Linked DNA regions of Sus scrofa: region 1 is linked to region 2. Evidence: chromatin contacts called from public Hi-C data. All regions are on one chromosome and are shown on one strand. Each heading gives the region's core, a stretch centred on a gene start, on an enhancer-like site or on the middle of the called end of the contact. The rest is flanking DNA. Distances are from core to core; before and after follow the strand shown.

Region 1 (3,551 bases), core at 250-2,749, 240 kb before region 2:
CTGCCACTCCAGGCTGATCATTTAGTGTGAAAATGGATTCCTTCCAAAGAAAACAAAAATTCCCTGCTCTTAGGAGGATGTCTTATCAGGACACACTTGCACATAAGGCAACGTGCAGGACTTGTGACCATTGGTCATTCGGCAACAGGGTGGCAACATCCCCTCAACTTGTCAACATTCTCTTCTTCCCAGACACCGCGCCCTTATTTCTAAACAGTGAGAAATCCCCTGAGAAAACATTCTGCATGGAATAAAAGCATCAAATCACTCTGGATGAGCAAAGATTTCTTTCTTTTAAATAATTGTTTTAATTTTACAAAAATGAGAGGTAGCAGTAACTCATTTTGTTTCAGCAGAACATTCGTAAACCATATCACCATGCCTCTTTAATTTAAGCATGATAAACAGGATGAAGTTATAACTTATTTTAACCTCCAGCTGGTCACTGCACAGATCTTCCAATAGCAGGTCACACAAAGGACTCAACAGTACTACGGAAACCTGTTATTTTGCTGAGGTGGGTGTGTGCAGATTTCCCAACTAACCCGTTATTAATTCAAGCATCTTCCACAACTCAATAAAAACTCTGATGAGGACAAGAAAGCAGGACACTCGTGTTCTGTATACAGAAGAAAATCTGAAAACTTCTCCCCTTTGGTAGAACCTTCCAGGACCATCTTTCCTACTCCCTGTCGGGCAGGGGCCCCCTGTCTGTGTCACTGTCTCCAACTCAGCCTCAGCAGCAGCAGCAGGGGTAACACTGAATTATTTGTTGAAATGAAGTGAGAATGACACATTTCCAGCTGGCAGGGTAAATCTCATTACCTTGTGGTCATCTACCAATTCAGAGCAGTTTCCCATTTTTTTAAGCAAGGGAAAACCACCTCAGCAACGTGGTCCAGTGCTCCCAGCCCCAGGGAAGCAGCCACTCTGCCCCGAGAGGTTTTCTGAAACCATGGCTGATCACAGGCAGGGCCAGGTGAGCTGCAGAGGGCCTGGGCCCTTCACCTCAGGGGGACCATGACTCCTGCCCCACAGTCAGAAGCATCTAAACCCAAATTGTCTAAAAAAGGACCAGAACCTCTACTGAAACAGATGGGAATGAAAAAGATAGTAACTAATACTTGGCTTTTCAAATATTACATATTCGCAAATAACAAAAAATGAGTTATGATGATTAAAATTAAAACCTTAGAAGTTTTCTGTAAATTGAATCGCCTGGGGCTACACTTGAATCAGCCACCTTTGTGGAGAGTCCAGGGAGCTCTTAACTTCTGACATCTTGTGGGATATTTAAGTATTAATAGATGTGCAACAGCAAAAAATCCCAAAGACATCATTTCTCCCTCTTTCACCGAAGATTTGCCCTCCCCAGCAAAACTTTTTAAAAGCAGGATAAGAGGGGTGGTCCCGATTCCAGGTGAGGTTCAGTGGCGTCACCGACACCTGTACTCACTTGTGACCCCGAGCCTCCTCCGCTCCGGCGCCCCTCGAGCTGCGGACACCTACCCAGGAAGAGGAAGGGCGCTCCCTGCTCGGCTCCGCCTCCCAGGGCAGGGACCAGTCTAGCGAGGTGCGCACCTGAGACAGGTGAGGGAGCAGGTAAACACCCGCTTTGGTCCAGGGCAAAGCACCTACTTTATACGTATTCGCAGGACAAAAACAGCAGCTAGGGAGGGTGTGCGCTCCCCTTCCTGGGTCCCAGGGCTGCTCCTGAAGCAGCCCATCTTTGACGACTGGGCAGCCCGGTGGCCGCCCTGTCGCAGAGAGAACTGTGAGCGGCGGTTCTGACCGGGGGACTAGGGGTCGAGGGTCCAGGGGCCCCGGGAGGCGCCCTTGGTAACCCGCCCACCCCTGACAGCAGGCCGCACGTTCGGCCGCGCGGCCCGGGTGAGGGACGCTCAACTGAACCCCAGGACTGACCCCTGACTCTCCGAGGACCCTTGGGGACCGATGAGGCCCCGCCTCTCAGGCTTCAGTTTGTGGCCCCTAATCTCTGGGGTGGAGCTCGGGGCTACGCCCTCCCCCGCCCTCGGGTGGTCACGTCACCGAGCCCTGTGACCTGAATTCGTCCCCACTGAGCCCCTCCCCCTCCAGGTGGCCCTCAGCCCCGCCCCCTCCCCGCCCCTAGTCCCCCCACCCCCCGCAGGTGGCTCTCGGCTCCTCCTCCCTCTCTCGGCGCTCGGGCCAGAATGCGCAGGCGCGAGACCGCACGCTCTCTTTAGGCGGAGCGGGGTCGGACTGCGCAGGCGCGTGGCGCGGGTTGCTGGCAGTGCGCCTGCGCCGCGCCGGAAGCAGTTCGACGCGGTTACTGGGCGCCTCTTTGCGCGCGGGAAGATGGCCGAGCAGGTGACTAAGTCGGTGCTGTTCGTGTGTCTGGGTGAGACGCCGCTGATCTAACCCCAATCTGGAGGGCTGGGGTGGGCTCCGTGAGCTCTGGGCTGCGCCGCTGGGCAGGGACGGTGAAGGGGAGGAGGCCAGAGAGGGGAGACCTGAGGGTCGGATGGGGCGCCGCGCTCTCTCCACGTCGCGCAGCTGCCCTGGCCGCTCTGCAGGCGGGGTCTCCTTAACGTGCCGGGTTCTCTCTCCAAGGGCGTCCCCTCTCCCCTGTTCAGTCCTGTCTCCACGTCGGATCCCCTGTCCCCTGCCCGGTCCTCGGTGCAGGCCTGGGCCTCTCACTTCTGCACAGCTCTTTCCCCAAGACCGAGGCCCCTCCCGCGCGGAGTACCTGCACTCCAGGCATTGCACCGGCCTAGCATCCCTTTTTCATCTTCATCCCATAGACCCAACGCCGCTGGATTGATTTGTCTCTTAAGGGCCTCCTGATTCCCGGAAACCCCTGACAACACTGGCTTGTTGGCTTGTTTGGCCACTGCCCACAAGTGGATCTGACCTGAAGGCGGATGGAATGGGAGGGTTTAGGATTTGGTTATAACAGCTAGATCAGGCAGCCGGATTCCCCAGGTCGCCATGACAGCCCGTGTACCGGGGTTCCTATACATGAAAATAAAGAATTTTTAAAATGTTTTAATTCTTCAGGTAACTTCCAGCTCAGAATTATTTTGATTTTTAGGATTTCAGCAGTTAGCCTCCCTTACTCAAAATGAAGTGCACTTTCCCTTAAGCTTTCCAGAGTATTCCTTTGATGCAGACCACAGGGTTCTATTCCTTGGTGCGTTCATCTGTCTCCTTCATTCCTCAGAGAGGAAGGCCTGAATGGTCAGTAGTCCAGTGACTTTGAATCTTCCCATATGTGTGTTTCCTGCAGAATAGCGCTTCCACTCCTTTTTAGGTGCCCCTTCAGGAAGACCAAAGAAGTCTGCCTGGTCTCCCCACTATCCTCTTTCACCCACACCCTCAGGCTTGCTCGTTTCTAGCACTTCACATGCTCTGCATGGGCCTTCCCTCGTGGAAGTCCATTTTGCATAATACCCAAAAGCCTTTCCAAAAGGTCAGACCCAAGTATTCCCTTCTTTCCTTTTCCCAGATCCTCTAAGTGGAGCTGAGTTGTTCCTGCGACCCTTTTTATAGATAACCTTTCCTCACTCAGG
Region 2 (3,600 bases), core at 904-3,403:
ACAGGAATGCGTCTGTTTTCCGGCCAAGGTGGATGCGGTGGGCGTCAGCCTCAGTTAAGGAGCACTGACCCTGCAACAAGGCCCTGGATGTGAATTACAACCAGAGCACCGCGCACACACCTCGCGACTCACAACGCCCGCAAAGGACGGGGAGGGCCTCGTCCGTCGAAAATCCATAAAACATTACATTTTAAGTCCATTATGTCTGTATACCAATACTTAAATCCGCTACCTTAAACTCCTGTCATTGACACATTGAATGTGCTATTGGAAGTGAGCTGAATTTTGAAAAGCACAACTTTATGTATTATTTTACAAGGACTAAACTCGCTCTTATACTGTGAAATTGGTTTTAATTATTTCTAGTGCTTTGTAAGCCTACCCTTGAGTGGTGTGTTCAGCTCTCTTTTAAAATGACCGCGTCAGCTGTGGACACATGTATTTTGCTTCAGGAAATTGGGGAACTCAGACCACGACCTCGGATCCACATCGATCCGGCCCCTGCCCGCTGCACGTGTGTGTCTGCGGGGCACCGCGTGTATCCGGTGATCTGTGCACGTGGTTTTAGCCATAAAACCAAAGAAATCGTACTTTCCTCAGCAGCTGTTACTAGTTTTCAAACCTTCCAGCTTCGTGGGTGTTTCTCACAATTAGCGTTGCAGTTGGGGTTAAAGTAAGAGTCTCGCCACTGACGGGTGAACTGTCTCCTTAGAAGGAAGAGTCTGGAAACAAAATACTGCTGCTTGCATTTGTCCAGGAAAGGCCGACTCATTTATTCTGGAACACGAGGCGAGACGCTGGCCCCAAACAGCCTGGGGATCCGGGTGCCACGTTCCCCAGCGCCCTCAGGCTCCCAGCCTGGAAGCAGAAGTGCAAGGACAAGGTCGGCCGCAGGCGTGAAAACAACGAGATGCAGGGAGGCTGGGGGAGGTGGGTGGTGGGGACACGGCCACTTGGGGCGTCTGGATCGGCATCTGCACCCAGCCCCTCCTCACCCCCCACCCCCCCACCTCGGCGGGACCCCCCCAGCCCGGAGCTGCAGCTTTACTCCCAGGTCTCTGCAGGCCTGTGGCCTGGGGTGGGAGGTCCTGCTCTCAGGGCAGAGGCGGGAAGAGGCCCCGGTTTCCAGGGCATCGAATGGCTCTACCCGGTGCCCTTCCTTTCCCGTGAGAGCTCCCTCCATGGCCGGGAGGGAGAGGAGAGGCCGCCTGCCTGCAGCTGCTGAAAGACACACCCAGCGCAGCCTCACCTGCTCCCTGCCCGCACTGGGGGGTGTCTCCAGGGCAGGGGGGCAGCGGCCCAGCCTCTGGCCAGGTTCCCGCGGTGTAGGTGAGAGAGCGAGAGAGGAGGGTGTTTCATCTGAGGAAACTCCTCCGCCAAGAAGCAATGACAGAAACCCACCCCGCAGGTGCCATTTGGGGTATTGGTACCAGCGAGGGGTGGGCGGCCGGGAATCTTCAACGCGAGGGGCCCTGCGGGTTTGACTCCGGAGAGAAAAGCACGACGGACGCTTGAAATGAACAGGTGAAGTGCATGGAGTGCCCAGACGGGGAGCTGGTGGCTGAGCCGCCAAGTGACCAGAGAGGGACCAGTCGAAGGAATGTGACAGGGAGGGAGGGTTTCCAGAGAAAACAAGGGGAGATGCCAAGAGAGGCTTCAAGCCTGGCGTGAGTGTGGCTGGAAGGCGGCGGGAGAGGCAGGCGCAGGGGCGTCCCAGTGGCGTGTGCCTGGGAGGGTCGGTGTCACCTTGGCCGCAGCCTCCCCTGCCCCTGCTGTGAGCCGTGACGTCTCAGTGCCTTTCTCCTCTTCCCGCCTGTGCCGCCCCTGCTGTGACTCTCCTGGCTCCTCACCACCCGCCCAAGCCTGGGTCCCTTCACCCGGAAACACCACCCAAGAAGACGCTGAAATCCCCAGACGGACGAGAAGAAGGACCGACCGAATCGCCACATCCAAGGGCAGGGACCCTAGGGAGGCCTCGGGCGCGGGAAGGAAATGTAAGGTGAACGGAGGAGCTCGCCCCCAAGGGCCACCGGAAATGTGGCTTTTACTTCGGGGGACACTTTAGAGACTGGTGGCTCTTTCCCGGCTCCCGCACCTTGGCCCCGGCCCCAGCCTGGGACCTGCCGCCTCGGAGGGACGTTTGTCAGGCGCGGGCCTGCAGCGCCCCCTGCTGCCCTAATTCTGAATAACCCAGGCTCTGGCCCAGAGAGAAGCGCGCGCGGGGGGTGGGGGTGGGGGCCCGCGGACGTGGTCCCCCGTCTCTGGCGGGTCCCACGCGCACCTGGAGGGTGAGCAGGGCCCACGCGGCCTGCGTGCTCCTGACTAAGAACAGAAATCCAGCTTAAGCAGACAGAGATGTGTCAAAGGACTCTTCCCGGGGCTGCTTTCTGAGGAGGGGTGGGCGCGATCCGAGGCTGCAGGAAGCCCACCCCAGCATCCCCGGGGGGCCGAGCAGTGCTCTGCTCTGTGCGTGCACACGGCTCGGGGGTCTCGGGGCAAAGCAGGCCCACGACCACCCGGATCTGCCCACCATTCACTCTAACACAAGGACCCTTCCGAGTGTGCCGTGTCCCTCGGAGTCCCCGGGGGGGAGTCCAGAATCCTCACCTGCGACCCGCTGCGCTCGGCGTGATCCACTCGGAAACCTGTGCCTCTTCTCAGGCCTGCGGCCGAGGCCTCAGTTTCATTCCGAGGTGGATCATGTGAAGCCCCACACCCTATGGGCGGGGCCGGGGTGGCCCCGTGAGAAACAGAGCCTCAAAGCCTGTGTCTTCCCACTCATGTCACCAGGATCGGCCACCACAACGTGCCCTTTGCCGTTACCTGCGTTAAATGCAGTCTCCTTCCGATGGCTCTTGCACTGTCTGCCTCCTGGGGTTGAGATTTGGGACCAAGGCAGGACCGGAGGTTTACGGAGTAGGAACCAGGGCAAACCAGCCTCGGGGAGCCACGCTGGGCATCTTAGGGCCGCTTCCCGGACCAGGCGCCCCTGCTGCCACCACACATGGCACATTGGGGAGAAGTCCCCGCTCTGCCTGTCACCTTCCATCGCAAGGCTGGATGGACTGCGGTTTATTTTTATGTGTGGCTCGTGCGAAAGTGCGTTGAAACATATCATTTCCAAACCCGACTTTGGAGATCTCGGGATCAATATCTATCAATACCTGGCAGCGAACGCTGTTTGGACCAGTGGCTTGATCGGGTTTCCTTCTGAGGGCGCTCGGGTTACCGAGTCTGGGTCCCTCATTGCCCACAGACAAAGATATTGGCATTGACTTCTTCTACGCACGTTACCAAAAATGTGCTGACGGGGTCCCAGCAGTTTCCATGATGAAACTGAAATAGCTCTATGAACTTCTTTTACCCGCGCCCCAAACGTCTTTTCTTTATTTCCCTTGCACTGGTCTTTTATTTCCCCGACACACAGCACTGTGCTCCCTGCTCTCGGTCCACCGGGCTGTGGCCTCCGGCGCCAGTTGCTGAGACACCACCCGCTCCCATCTCTTTCTGGGCCATTGTCTCTGTGTTGGGCGGCACCCAGGAGCAGCGCAAGGGTGCCAGGAGACGGACTGCATGAGGAGCTCAGTGAAATAAAGCAAG

What was found. Hi-C and Micro-C count contacts between places; a contact is called where the count stands out from the background.
Region 1: a Hi-C map of retroperitoneal adipose tissue shows a contact between it and region 2, with 4 times the contacts expected there. The contact joins the promoter of SH3YL1 here to the enhancer-like site in region 2. A contact is called at or near these places in 2 of 5 promoter capture datasets (fetal liver and liver), 18 of 47 Hi-C or Micro-C datasets (adipose tissue, alveolar macrophages, brain and 12 more) and 1 of 2 datasets of contacts at active chromatin or transcription factors (skeletal muscle).

The regions. Positions count from the first base shown.
Region 1 is chr3:132,683,443-132,686,993 of Sscrofa11.1, reverse strand. It overlaps SH3YL1 (SH3 and SYLF domain containing 1), which reads right to left and starts at 1,499. Exons shown (of 11, transcript NM_001244340.1): 1 at 1,457-1,499. The coding sequence starts at 1,457. It overlaps ACP1 (low molecular weight phosphotyrosine protein phosphatase), which reads left to right and starts at 2,201. Exons shown (of 5, transcript XM_021087954.1): 1 at 2,201-2,380. The coding sequence starts at 2,338.
Region 2 is chr3:132,446,779-132,450,378 of Sscrofa11.1, reverse strand. No RefSeq gene overlaps it. Among named protein-coding and RNA genes, the nearest start is that of TMEM18, 24 kb to the right of the region's middle. Within about 2 kb of position 2,153, at least 13 of the 83 cell types and tissues checked have an H3K27ac peak or open chromatin away from gene starts, as enhancers often do. A contact at or near this core is called in adipose tissue and retroperitoneal adipose tissue, where this site is marked.